Linked DNA regions of Mus musculus: regions 1 and 2 are each linked to region 3. A link is a contact called in public targeted proximity ligation data. All regions are on one chromosome and are shown on one strand. The core of a region is the stretch at or near the end of the contact, and the rest is flanking DNA. Distances in the headings are between cores, read along the strand shown. Region 1 overlaps Rfx3 (regulatory factor X, 3 (influences HLA class II expression)). Region 2 overlaps Glis3 (GLIS family zinc finger 3). Region 3 has its middle 160 kb from the start of Gm35866.

Region 1 (3,705 bases), core at 428-2,927, 300 kb before region 3:
TAAGTTTTAGAATGGGGCACTGAAAAAGGTAGAAAATATGTCAACTATTCAACGGGAGTAAACTAAACAAGTAAGGACAAATGCTCGTTTTTAAATGTAAAGCGAGACTGTAGGAGAACCTTTTATTTGTCTTCCAGCTCTGCCTCTGCCACATCCAAACTGGCATCAAAAGCCCAATCTAGTGCATCAAGTGTCAGTCAAACCCAGAATACTTTCTGCTTAGTCCCAGTTTCTATGCTTTTGACCAGCTTTTTAAATTTCATTATATTCATTTTATGTGTTGAAGTGATTCTGCTGCATGTATATATGTGCAACAAATACATGCCTGACTCTTTAGGAGATCCAAAAGACGTTTTCAATCCTTTGGAACTGGAGTTATGGGTGGTTGTGGGCCACCATGTGGGTGCTGGGAACCATCCTCTCCAAGGACAGTCAATGGCGTTAAACCCTGAGCAAGCTCTCCTGACAGACACTGCTTCATTCTGCTCCAGTTTCAACACCTCCATCAGCTCAGAAGAAGAAACTCTCTGCCAGGCTCATCCCATCACTCCCATAAATGGCTATAACTGCAATTAGGTCCATCATTTACAAAGTCCTTTCCTGATTGCAGAAAAAAGTCTAATGCCTTACATACATTTCTAGCTTTATGCTCACAGGAAGCCCATGATGCAGATGGTATCCTTAGCTAACAACTGTGTAAACTGATACATGGGTGGGATTTTTAAAAATTGTTAAAAGACAGGCGGTGGTGACACATGCCTTTAATCCCAGCACTTGGGAGGCAGAGGCAGGCAGATTTCTGAGTTCGAGGCCAGCCTGGTCTACAAAGTGAGTTCCAGGACAGCCAGGGCTATACAGAGAAACCCTGTCTCGAAAAAAAAAAAAAAAATAAATAAATAAATAAATAAATAAATAAAATAAAAATTGTTAAAAGCATGCAGGCAGAAATAGGAAGAATCGGAATTCACTCAACTTCTGTCTGACTTGAAAATCCATGCTCACTGGGTGTCCTGCGATGCAGGCTCAGGTCAGGACAGTTTCTCAACAAAGAGCCTGAGACTGATAGTGAGAAAGGTTTGGGATTCTAATGCAGGTTCTTTTTCCAGAAGCACTTTCCATTCACTAGCTCAGAGGACCTAATCTGATCAGAACAATGACGGTGTACAGCACATCGGGAGAGTACAATCCTCTGAGGAAAGCTTGTTAACAGACTGTTCTAACCTACTGACACACTGTAGCATTCTGGGGACTCCCCTCCATCTGTGCAAAGTGAGAACTCTCTCTCACAGGAGGGCAGTGCCTGAAGCCTGCTACCTTGGGCTATTGCTTCAACCCCCTGAGCAACACTGGGTGCTTATAACCTATTTTCTCTCGTTCACCAGCAGAAGTTTTGGAGGTTTTGTTTACGCCTGGGGGTAATTTGCTTAGTTTTTATCTTTCAGTGCCTGTTAAGTGATATTTGTTTATGGATCACAAAAGCAGTCACATTACTTTGTTTTGATAAATTAAATAACCCCCTGCAGTTTGTCACTGATGTAGCCCACATGTAAATGAGTTGTATACTCTTACAGGAGAGACAAGCACAATTTCTGCCTAGTCATCCTTGCCTAATGTGCCTGTCAGGTGTGTCAGGGGCAGCAGGCGCTTGCTTGACAAAGGACCTTTTTATTCTGGCTAATTAAGCAGTTGGACACACCCGCCTGCTAAGGGTTCTGCTTTGTACAGCCAGCTCTGGATGAGTCATGAGAATCTAAGGCTAAATAGGCCACATTCTGAAAGAAGGCTAATTAGACCCTAGGAGGAGGAAAAGAATATTGCAAAACCCAGCTGCTGAATGTAACAAATTAGCATCTCTTCAACCTGATGGGTAAACCTAGGCAAATCAAGTGTATTTGGAACAACCATGCCTTATTTCAAGTTTTAAGGCATTCAAATGTCCTTTGTGGGGGGGCTTCCTGAAAATTATTTAACACACTCAAATTCACAGTTGGACTCTTTTTATCACATACAATGAACATGCCAAATTAAATAGATTAATAATCTGATCTAGTCAATTGCTTATCAAACAGAACTTTATAAGCCTATAACTGACTGTGTCCATCCATCGATTACTGGGTTCTTCCTTCCTGAAATACTCTCTCTCACACAAAGCAAAGGCTGAGTACTCTGACTGTGATTCCATTAAAATGACTCAGCTTTCTGAATGAAGAATGTGATAAAGATATACAGCTTAATCTTCAAATTGCTTCTTCCTTTTACCTTATAGAAAGACCAAGATGCTAATTCCACTTCCCATTTAAACCAAATAAATCAAAGTTATTATGATAGTATTTTATGGTAAAACAACATGGCAATACTCACATAAACTATAAGAATTTTAGAAGACTGATTCAACGTAAGATCATAGCAATCAATGGTCTGTCATAAGTATAAATTATTAGTTTTAAACTGGAGAAAAAATAGCTTGACAGTATATTTTTACATAAAGAAAACCAATACCATTATAGAGATTCTGAAACATAAAACTTTTATTACTAACACTCAAATCAGGATGAGTTAAACCCCCATTAATTAAAATTATGGGTATGATGGGACTAGAGAGATTGCTCAGTGGGTTAAGAAAATTTAGTGCTCTTTCAGAGGAACAGATTTTGGTTGTCAGCACCCACAATGGTCAGTTCACAACTCTCTGTAACTCCAATCCAATCGATCTGTCAACACCTTTTTCTAGCCTGCCTGCGCTCGCACACACACACACACACACACACACACACAACATACACTCACACAGATAAAGGGATATACTACTTGAATAAAAATTGTAAAGAACACATAGCCCCAGAGGGCATTTTTCCTGAAGCTGTGAAAATTGCCAGCCTGGAGGCTACCACAGTTGCACTTCCGGTGGCTACAGATAGTTATGAAAACCAAGTCTTAGAGAATGGGCGAGAATGATAAAGGATGCACACCCACTGCCCTGAACCCGAGGTGGGACAACGCCATGGGCCCGCCAACGGCCCAAGATAACTGAGAACCAGACCATAGAAAACATGTGTGTGCCTGTGAGTGATAAAGAAGGGCATGAAATAATGTGTGGAACCCCCTAGTTGTAATTGGCCAAATTTAGCTTTAAAACTCTGGTCTGGCATGGCAAAATCGCTCAACTCCCGAAAGCCCAGAGGAGAAGCTTCGGGTTGAGAAATAAATCTGCGTGGATCCCACCGGACACGGACATCCACTGCTTAGACATCAGGGCCTGCACACCCGGCTCAGCTCCTGAGGTTCGGAAGCAAGGAACATGGAGTTGCACCTTTACCTGCATGCTACCACTGGGAGCGAAGGATAAGCCTGCCAGACCGGAAAGGTTAGTGAAAGAGTGTTTGTGTGAACGAAAAAATGAGGGCCTGTTTTACCATTTATTTGCTTTTGCCATTTATGAATAAATAAAAGTAATAGAACCTTTCCCACTGGGATTGATGAATTTGTTTCCACAACGGTTTACAGCCCAAATTGTGACAAAACTTAAAAACTTAAATGGTCTATGTATTCCATTTAATATGCATTAAATAATCACATGATAAAATTTTAAGCCTTAAAATATGTAGAGCTGGTTATTTTACCCACAGAGGTAAGACAGTAAGACTTGATTTTCACTTAGAAAAGTGAAGTTAGTAACTGAAAGAACTATATACTGCGGCCATAGCC
Region 2 (3,408 bases), core at 104-2,603, 310 kb after region 3:
TTACTCACTGATGGTAATTAGCAAGGCAATCTTTGGAGGAAATATACAATCAGGCAACTAGAAATGCCTTCTATGGAACTCTTTGAAAATAAATCATTGGCAGTACAAATGGTCGATATGTACTCTTAATTCAGAACTAAATTGCCCATTGATTCACCAAGATCTATGCTCTTGACCCTATGGTCTAGAAATTCATTTTTTTTCTTAAGTTCTGAATTCAAGGAAAGTTGCGGGTGGCACAGTTGTTGATTTTGATTTAACACCTCAATCGAGTAAGCAATTAGAGTGATTTCTCCATTATTTGCTCAGAGTGTACAGTGCCTTCCTTGACTGGTTCCGTCATAAAGACCCCATTCTGTGGACACAGCATAAAATCAGGGTCACAATCTAAATGCAACCTTCCAGGAACACACAATGGGACAGGATCAGGCTGACCCAGACAGCCGGAGACGTTGGAGTCCTCACCAGCAGTGGGTGAGTACACTAGGGTATGTATTGCTGTAGGAAATGCTAGTTACCAGGAGGAAACAGCTTCAATACACTCGGACTTTGCCCCCATGAACGCCAGAGCTTCCCACCTCTGTTCAAGATGCAGTTCCAGGCTTTCAGAAACAAGAGCTTGCTTTGCCACTACTGTGCTTTTACAACAATTGTATCCAGCACACCTCCCACTAACACCTTAGACAAGTTTCGACAAGTACAGCTGAATCACTTGAGATGGGCCAAAAGGTCAGGGCCCTGAAACTTTGTCAGCATGATTATCTAAAGCCACTGGAAAGCACTCCATGCATCTGAGAGAGCAGGTCGGCTTTCTATCACACAAAAGCAGCTTTGTTTCTGCATATGTGACGCCTCTTAATTAGAATCAATGATTTTTTTTTTATTGCCGATAAGCCTGTTTGCCTAGCTCCATTTTCCTAAAACACTTTAAACATTTCTAAGAAGGGTGAATGTCGGTGGAACACTGAGATAGGCCTTGAACCAGGGCTGTGGTTTTTGCATGCTGTTTACAATTTGTCATCTGTAGGGATAATTCTGCAAGTTTAAACACACTAAAGGACATATTATAAAGAGTCAGGCAATTTCGTTTTGTTTGAATGTAATGGTGGAAATGTACCAAAATTGCCCATAGAGGTTCACTGACATTCTTTCCTTGAGTACGTGCCAGTTCATGACTGAAAGCAAGCGTTCAGAGAACATAAGAACATTTAGGACCACAGTGTGTGTATCAAACAGGCTACTTTATGAACAGCTGGGAAATGCTGTGTTTCAGGGCCCTTGGCGAAGTAGCTGTAACACCCAAATTTCTTTGCTCCATAGTGAATGTCTTGGTGATTCATCTGTGACATTGCCCTCGATAATGACAGGATATTCCTCAGGGCAAGAGCCTGTGGGACAGGAAAACACCACACAGCCTCAGGGGTTAGAAGATGATGATCAACCGCAAATCATGCACCCAGAACATGTAATTAGGATAAGGTGGGGGGGAAACTGAGTAATCCATATGAGATAAGGAGAGTTTCCCAGCGGTGGTGATCAGATGCCAATGGAATCTTTGGAAAGCAAAAATGAGGGGGAAAGACGGATGGCCTGGGAAAGACTTAGCAAACTGAAAAGCAAACTTTCAAGGCTAGCACTGATTAAAAGGAATATTCCCTTAAAAACCAACCAACCAACCAACCAACCAGTGTGATGAGATGTGGTCAGCACCCTCACAGGAAACTCAGAGTAAACTGACGGAAGTGCCCCTTCTCCTCAAGAGGTCAGAAAAGACCTGCACAGGGAGAGGAAATGAGGGGCGATTTTGGCTCCAAAAACTGATACCTCCCAAGTTTTCTCCTGAGTCCACGGGGAGACCACACTCCCAGCCTCCCTTGCAGTTGTTTGTTATACACCACGTGCCTGAGTCCTGCCCAATGATACGAAGGAAGAAACGCATCACTCTGTAATAATCATTAGGATCTCCTTCATAGTGGGCTCAGGTTGCCACACCCATACTGAAGGATCCTGAGTTACTGCACAACTGCAAAAATGCTGTATTACAACCTGGAAAATAAATAAACTTTTATTATACCAAGCCAGAGATCCAAAACTGTCCGCGACCGTGTGCAATCATCTCAACATCTTTTACAATACTCCCCGCTCTTATCTGTTGCCTTTTCAGATCACTGCCTAAGGGCGATGCACACCTCTCCTGTCCCCTGTCCTCCCCCATTACCTATCCCAAGCTGGCCTCAAACTCCCCAAGCTCCTGCAGAAGCCTTGGAAGTACTAGGATTGCAGATGTACATCACCACACCCAGCCCTCACCTCATTCTTGAACAAGGTGATTTCAGAAACTGTCAGAAACACTGGGAAACTGGCCAACTCTCTCTCATAGCTTACCCAGCAAAAAGCAAGGTGCTGCTGTCGTGTGGAAGGGGAAGAGAACACGCTCTTCATTCCAAAAGTTAGGTCAAAATAGTTTACTTATTTTTAATACTTTATTCTGGAAAATGCTAAGTATCTTACACAAGTAGAAATAACAGAGCAATGAACCTCAATGTATTGAGCAGCTAAATTTCATGTGGGGTATGGTGTGTGTGTATGTCTGTGTGTGTTAAGGTCTGTTACATATTAATTATTGAACTATGGCAGGACCTAGTGTACACAGTGAATGGGTATGTAGTAGAAGAACATATTCCGAGTCTCAAGACCCACCGGTTATTTTTAAGGAGTGCTGTGAGGATTAAATTAACCTAACAGTTCACAGCAAAATCATTTTCTTTCCCCTCCATTTCCCTGGAGGAATTTTAGGTTGAAGGGAGAGGTTTAGTGTGTCCTTCCTTCCTTGTCAAAACTCAGTTCCCTCTGGGAAGGCCAACACTCTGAAACTTTTCTCAGACACTGGCTGTTCTATGCATGGATGTATCTTGCCATGATTCCCTGAAGTAAGCCCCTACTTTGTGCAGAGGGCAAACACAGGGCCAGTTAGGAGGGCCTCAAAATGGCTCAGAGCCTCCCTCAGAAGGAGCCACCCTGCATGAAATTGGGAACACACTCCTACTTTCGATGTTTTTATACAGCGGAGTCCTCCATTTCCCCTTCTCCATAACTTCCCTCAAACTCCAGTCTTGTTAGTATCATCTAACCTTTTATTACACACTGACTGGGAATGGCCTGAAGAGGGCGTGGCCAAGGAGAACTCAGCATAGTAGCGCTTCTTCCAGAGGGCACACTCAGCAGTCTGGGTTCCCAGAGAAATGCCATCAATGAAACCTTCTAAAACACAGAAATTGTTCTGAATGGTAAGTCTGAGAAGCTGCCCTTACATTTAAGAGTAAAAATCCAGGACCCACAGGAAACACTGCCAATCTAATGCCTGCGACCCGCCATAGGAAAATGGCCTGGCCTTGGGTAACCCAACCA
Region 3 (3,739 bases), core at 852-3,351:
CAATTATGTGAGCATTTATTATGTGCCTGATAGATGTTACCATAGTAGAGATTTCTTTTATCACTGGATTTTCCCTTGTGTGATGGGTATTGTAACAACTCATTCTTTCAATGGGAAATTAGAGTCTTAGACAGGATGTGATTCACCGTAGTCTAGGAGGCTGATAGATGGCAGTGTTGGGAATAGAATACGACTCTGCCTTTAGAGGCTGGGCTCTCTTCAATCTACAGCTCCATCCTCACAATAGCATGAGAAACAGATTAGTTAATTAAAATATGTCTTTACCTAAATGTTAGCCATCTAAAAAAAATGCTTACATGATAGTGAGAACATACTGGGATGGGGGGAGTCTCTCCTAGTGGCACCCTCATGAGTTTTGTTTTCTGAAGAAAACTAAGGAGACACACTAACTGGTTACTCAACACATGTTTGGGGAATGAATAGCTCTGTAATTAAGTAGTTGGAAGTCATGCAACTTTATAACACGTAAAACACAAGAAGATGTCTCAATTCCTTTCCGAGAGTCATTTCCCATTAAATTCTAATTTTCCACTTGATGAGCTGCAGACCCTCCCAATATCAACAGAGATTAGGCAGCATGTCTGTGCCAGGCTAAGCTTTTCCTTTGCTCGCTGTTGAGCAGCAAACTATAACACATTGCAGATGAACCGACTACCTAAATGAGTTAACTTCGCTAGGTGACCTTCTGGCTTCCATGGCTTGCCACATTCTCTGGAAATTTAAAACAGGGCAGAGCAGATGACCCACACATTTCAGGAAGTCCTTTCCCCTTTCTTGGAACAACTCAATAGGGTTAGTTCTCATGGATGGCCCGATCTTCTTCATGACACATGGTCAGGCCAGGAGCCATGAAGAATTGGTAGGTCTATAGGCAAGTGTTTGTGCTGCCCTCCAGGAAACCAAAATTCACAAGGACCCCTCCCCCAACCCACATATAGCAGGAACAGAAAAAAAAAATAAAAAAGATGTCTAGACTGGTTGCTCCTGCAGATGTGGCTGTTCCTAACGCCTCTGTTTGTTTCCAGGATATGTCTGATGTAACTCAGGATTAAATGTCAATCCAGTGAAAAAGCAACAGGATACAGGAAGGGAGGGAAGGAGGGAGAGAGGGTGGGACAGAAACACAGAGGAAAACAGTAAAAGCGTTCCCAAACAAAAGCTAACTAAGTCCCATATCTCGCTTACTTTTCTATTGCTGTGAAGAAACTCAGCAATAGGGTAGAGTTCATGACCATCATGGCAGGGAACATGGCAGGAGGCAGGCAGGTACAGCACTGGAGCAGTAACTGAGAGCTTAGCTCTGTCCTACAGGCGGCAGGCAGAGAAAAGGAGAAATTGGTTTGCTTTTATAACTTTAGAATCTCAACCCCATCCCTGCTCTGTGAAGTGACACACATCCTCCCACAAGGCCACACCTCCTAATCCTTCTCAAACAGGCCCACCAACTGCTAACCAAGCATTTAAATATATGAGCCATTGGAGGCCATTCTTACTCAAACCATCACATTCCATTCCCTGGCCCCCATAGGTCCATGGTCATATCTTAATGAAAAGTGCAAAAAATGTATTTAGTTTAACTTCAAAAGTCCAAAAGTCTTCTGAGACTCAAGGCAATCTTTCTGCCTCACGTATGTGGATAAGTTGTAAGCTTTCAGCTACTTCTCCAGGACCATGCCTACCTGCTGTCACGTCCCCACACCATGATGACCATGGACTTGCCTTCTGGAACTGTAAGCAAGCTCTCAATTAAATGCATTTCATTTCATTTAATGCATTTTCTCATTTCTGTTTCTTGCTTGACACTTTAGATCCAGATTCCACCCAGTAACCTGGGTCTCCTGGCTCCAGTCACTCTACCTTCTAGGCTTGAAAGCAGCGGGAGTTCCTGTTCTTACTAATGCTTGGGTTGTCTCAGGATTTCATCTGGTTCTCGGCTCCTCCATCATTTATGCACGTATGTAACCAATCCTCTTATGGATCCCATCTGTTGTCAACCCTGAGCATGCCTCCTGGCTTCCTTATTGGGCTTCAATGCCCATGTCTTTTTCTTTATTGACACAGCATTACTCAGAAAGTTAATTAAATGCAATCTCTCTCTAAAGTCAATACTTATCCTGCCCCACCTGACTACCAGCTACACTACAGGCTTATATTGATAGTGTGAAGAAACAGCATTGTGCCAGAGAGAACTCAAGAAATATCTGCTGGTCAAAAAGTCTCCGTGTCTCTCTGTCTGTCTCTGTCTTTCTGTCTCTCTCTGTGTCTCTCTGTTTCTGTCTCCCCCCAATCCCCGTGTGTGTGTGTGTGTGTGTGTGTGTGTGTGTGTGTGCGCGCACGCAGTGCGTGCTTGCGCACATTTCAAGACAGGGTTTTTCTGTATAGCTCTGGTTGTCCTTGAACTCTCTCTGGGGTCAGATGTGCTACCATTCTGCAACAAGGCCACACTTGTATCTCTTTCTGTAGACCAAGCTGGCTACAAACTCAGAGATCTGCCTGTCTTTGCCTCCCAAGTACTGGGAAACAGGCCTTTCTTTCAGGGTATAATACCCAAGACCCTATGTCCTTGAGGGGGGTCAGCCTTTCCTCAGAGCACTACCTGCCTCTATGACCTGAAGTATTGACTGGTGTACTGCAAAAATACTCTACAAATAAAAGTTATATCAGGACACGTGTGCTATAGTTTAGATATGTTAATAGTGTTAGAATAGAAATGATCTAACCTCAGTGTGTAGAGTTGGCGCCTTCAGGAAGTGATTAGGATCAGACAGAGTCATCAGGGTAGAGGCCCCATGATGGGAAAGTGTGCTCCTCCTGCTCTGTGATGCTTGGTGCCACCGGAGACTCTACCAGCCCGAGCCCATGGATGCAGACTCTAGAAACTATATAGTAACAAGTGGCTCCTGTGACCAAAAAGCCCAGATGTATTACAGTGCAAGCTTTGGACACAACTAAGTCTGGAAGCTCAAACAAGAGCTTCTTTCCCATCACTCTCATGCCTTCCTCTCTGTTGGCTTTATCCACAAACTAGTCACTGTGATCTCAAAGGGATGGCAATAAGATCATGGTCACATCGATCTCAGTGGAAATAGAGAGCTTCAGTGTGCATGTGTGACCACCCTTTAAGAAAAGACTCTGAAGGTGCTGTTGACGATTATGCAGCCACTCCTGGACCAATCATTCTGTCCTTGGGAGGCAAGGCTTTGAGAAACCATTCCAAGTGAACACGGCCCCACTACTTAGCTACCTGCAGGAGGGTAGCTAAAAAGCCCTTGATAGAAGCAAAAGGGAGGGCTAGGAGGGTGACAGGAATCATGGGATAACATGAGGCCGCTAGGTATGAAGGAAAAGTAGAAGCTATGAGTGAGATGACTTGACACTGGGCCTTAAGTGCATGACCAGCTCAGGGTGGACCCAGGCAAAGAGATCACCTCTCCCAGCCTTTTTTTTCTCTCTTTCTCACTTGAAAATGTGTAGAGCATTCTTATAAAATGTAGTGTCTTACACTAATTTTAAAATCATTTTGAATGTGGACCTCTCTCTTCAAATAATCAATTATGTAAAACACACAGAGCCATACCAAAGCTGTTTAGAGAGACGCTGGAGAGCTTGCCATCCCTCCCTCTTCTTGGGGCTTCTTGGAACGTCCACACACCCCCATCCTTGGAAACCGCCAGGGATCCCGAGAACACGGTTTTAAAAAGCTTGAGAGCTGATCTCT

Evidence for each region.
Region 1: a targeted proximity ligation map of pancreatic cancer cells shows a contact between it and region 3. A contact is called at or near these places in 1 of 484 Hi-C or Micro-C datasets (muscle stem cells) and 1 of 130 datasets of targeted methods (pancreatic cancer cells).
Region 2: a contact with region 3 is called in a targeted proximity ligation map of pancreatic cancer cells. A contact is called at or near these places in 2 of 130 datasets of targeted methods (kidney and pancreatic cancer cells) and 1 of 9 other capture datasets (embryonic stem cells).

What each region holds. Positions count from the first base shown.
Region 1 is chr19:27,903,179-27,906,883 of GRCm38.p6, forward strand. All of the region lies in intron 1 of Rfx3 (regulatory factor X, 3 (influences HLA class II expression)), which reads right to left. Among named protein-coding and RNA genes, the nearest start is that of Rfx3, 110 kb to the right of the region's middle.
Region 2 is chr19:28,517,153-28,520,560 of GRCm38.p6, forward strand. All of the region lies in intron 4 of Glis3 (GLIS family zinc finger 3), which reads right to left. Among named protein-coding and RNA genes, the nearest start is that of Gm35866, 150 kb to the left of the region's middle.
Region 3 is chr19:28,203,755-28,207,493 of GRCm38.p6, forward strand. No RefSeq gene overlaps it. Among named protein-coding and RNA genes, the nearest start is that of Gm35866, 160 kb to the right of the region's middle.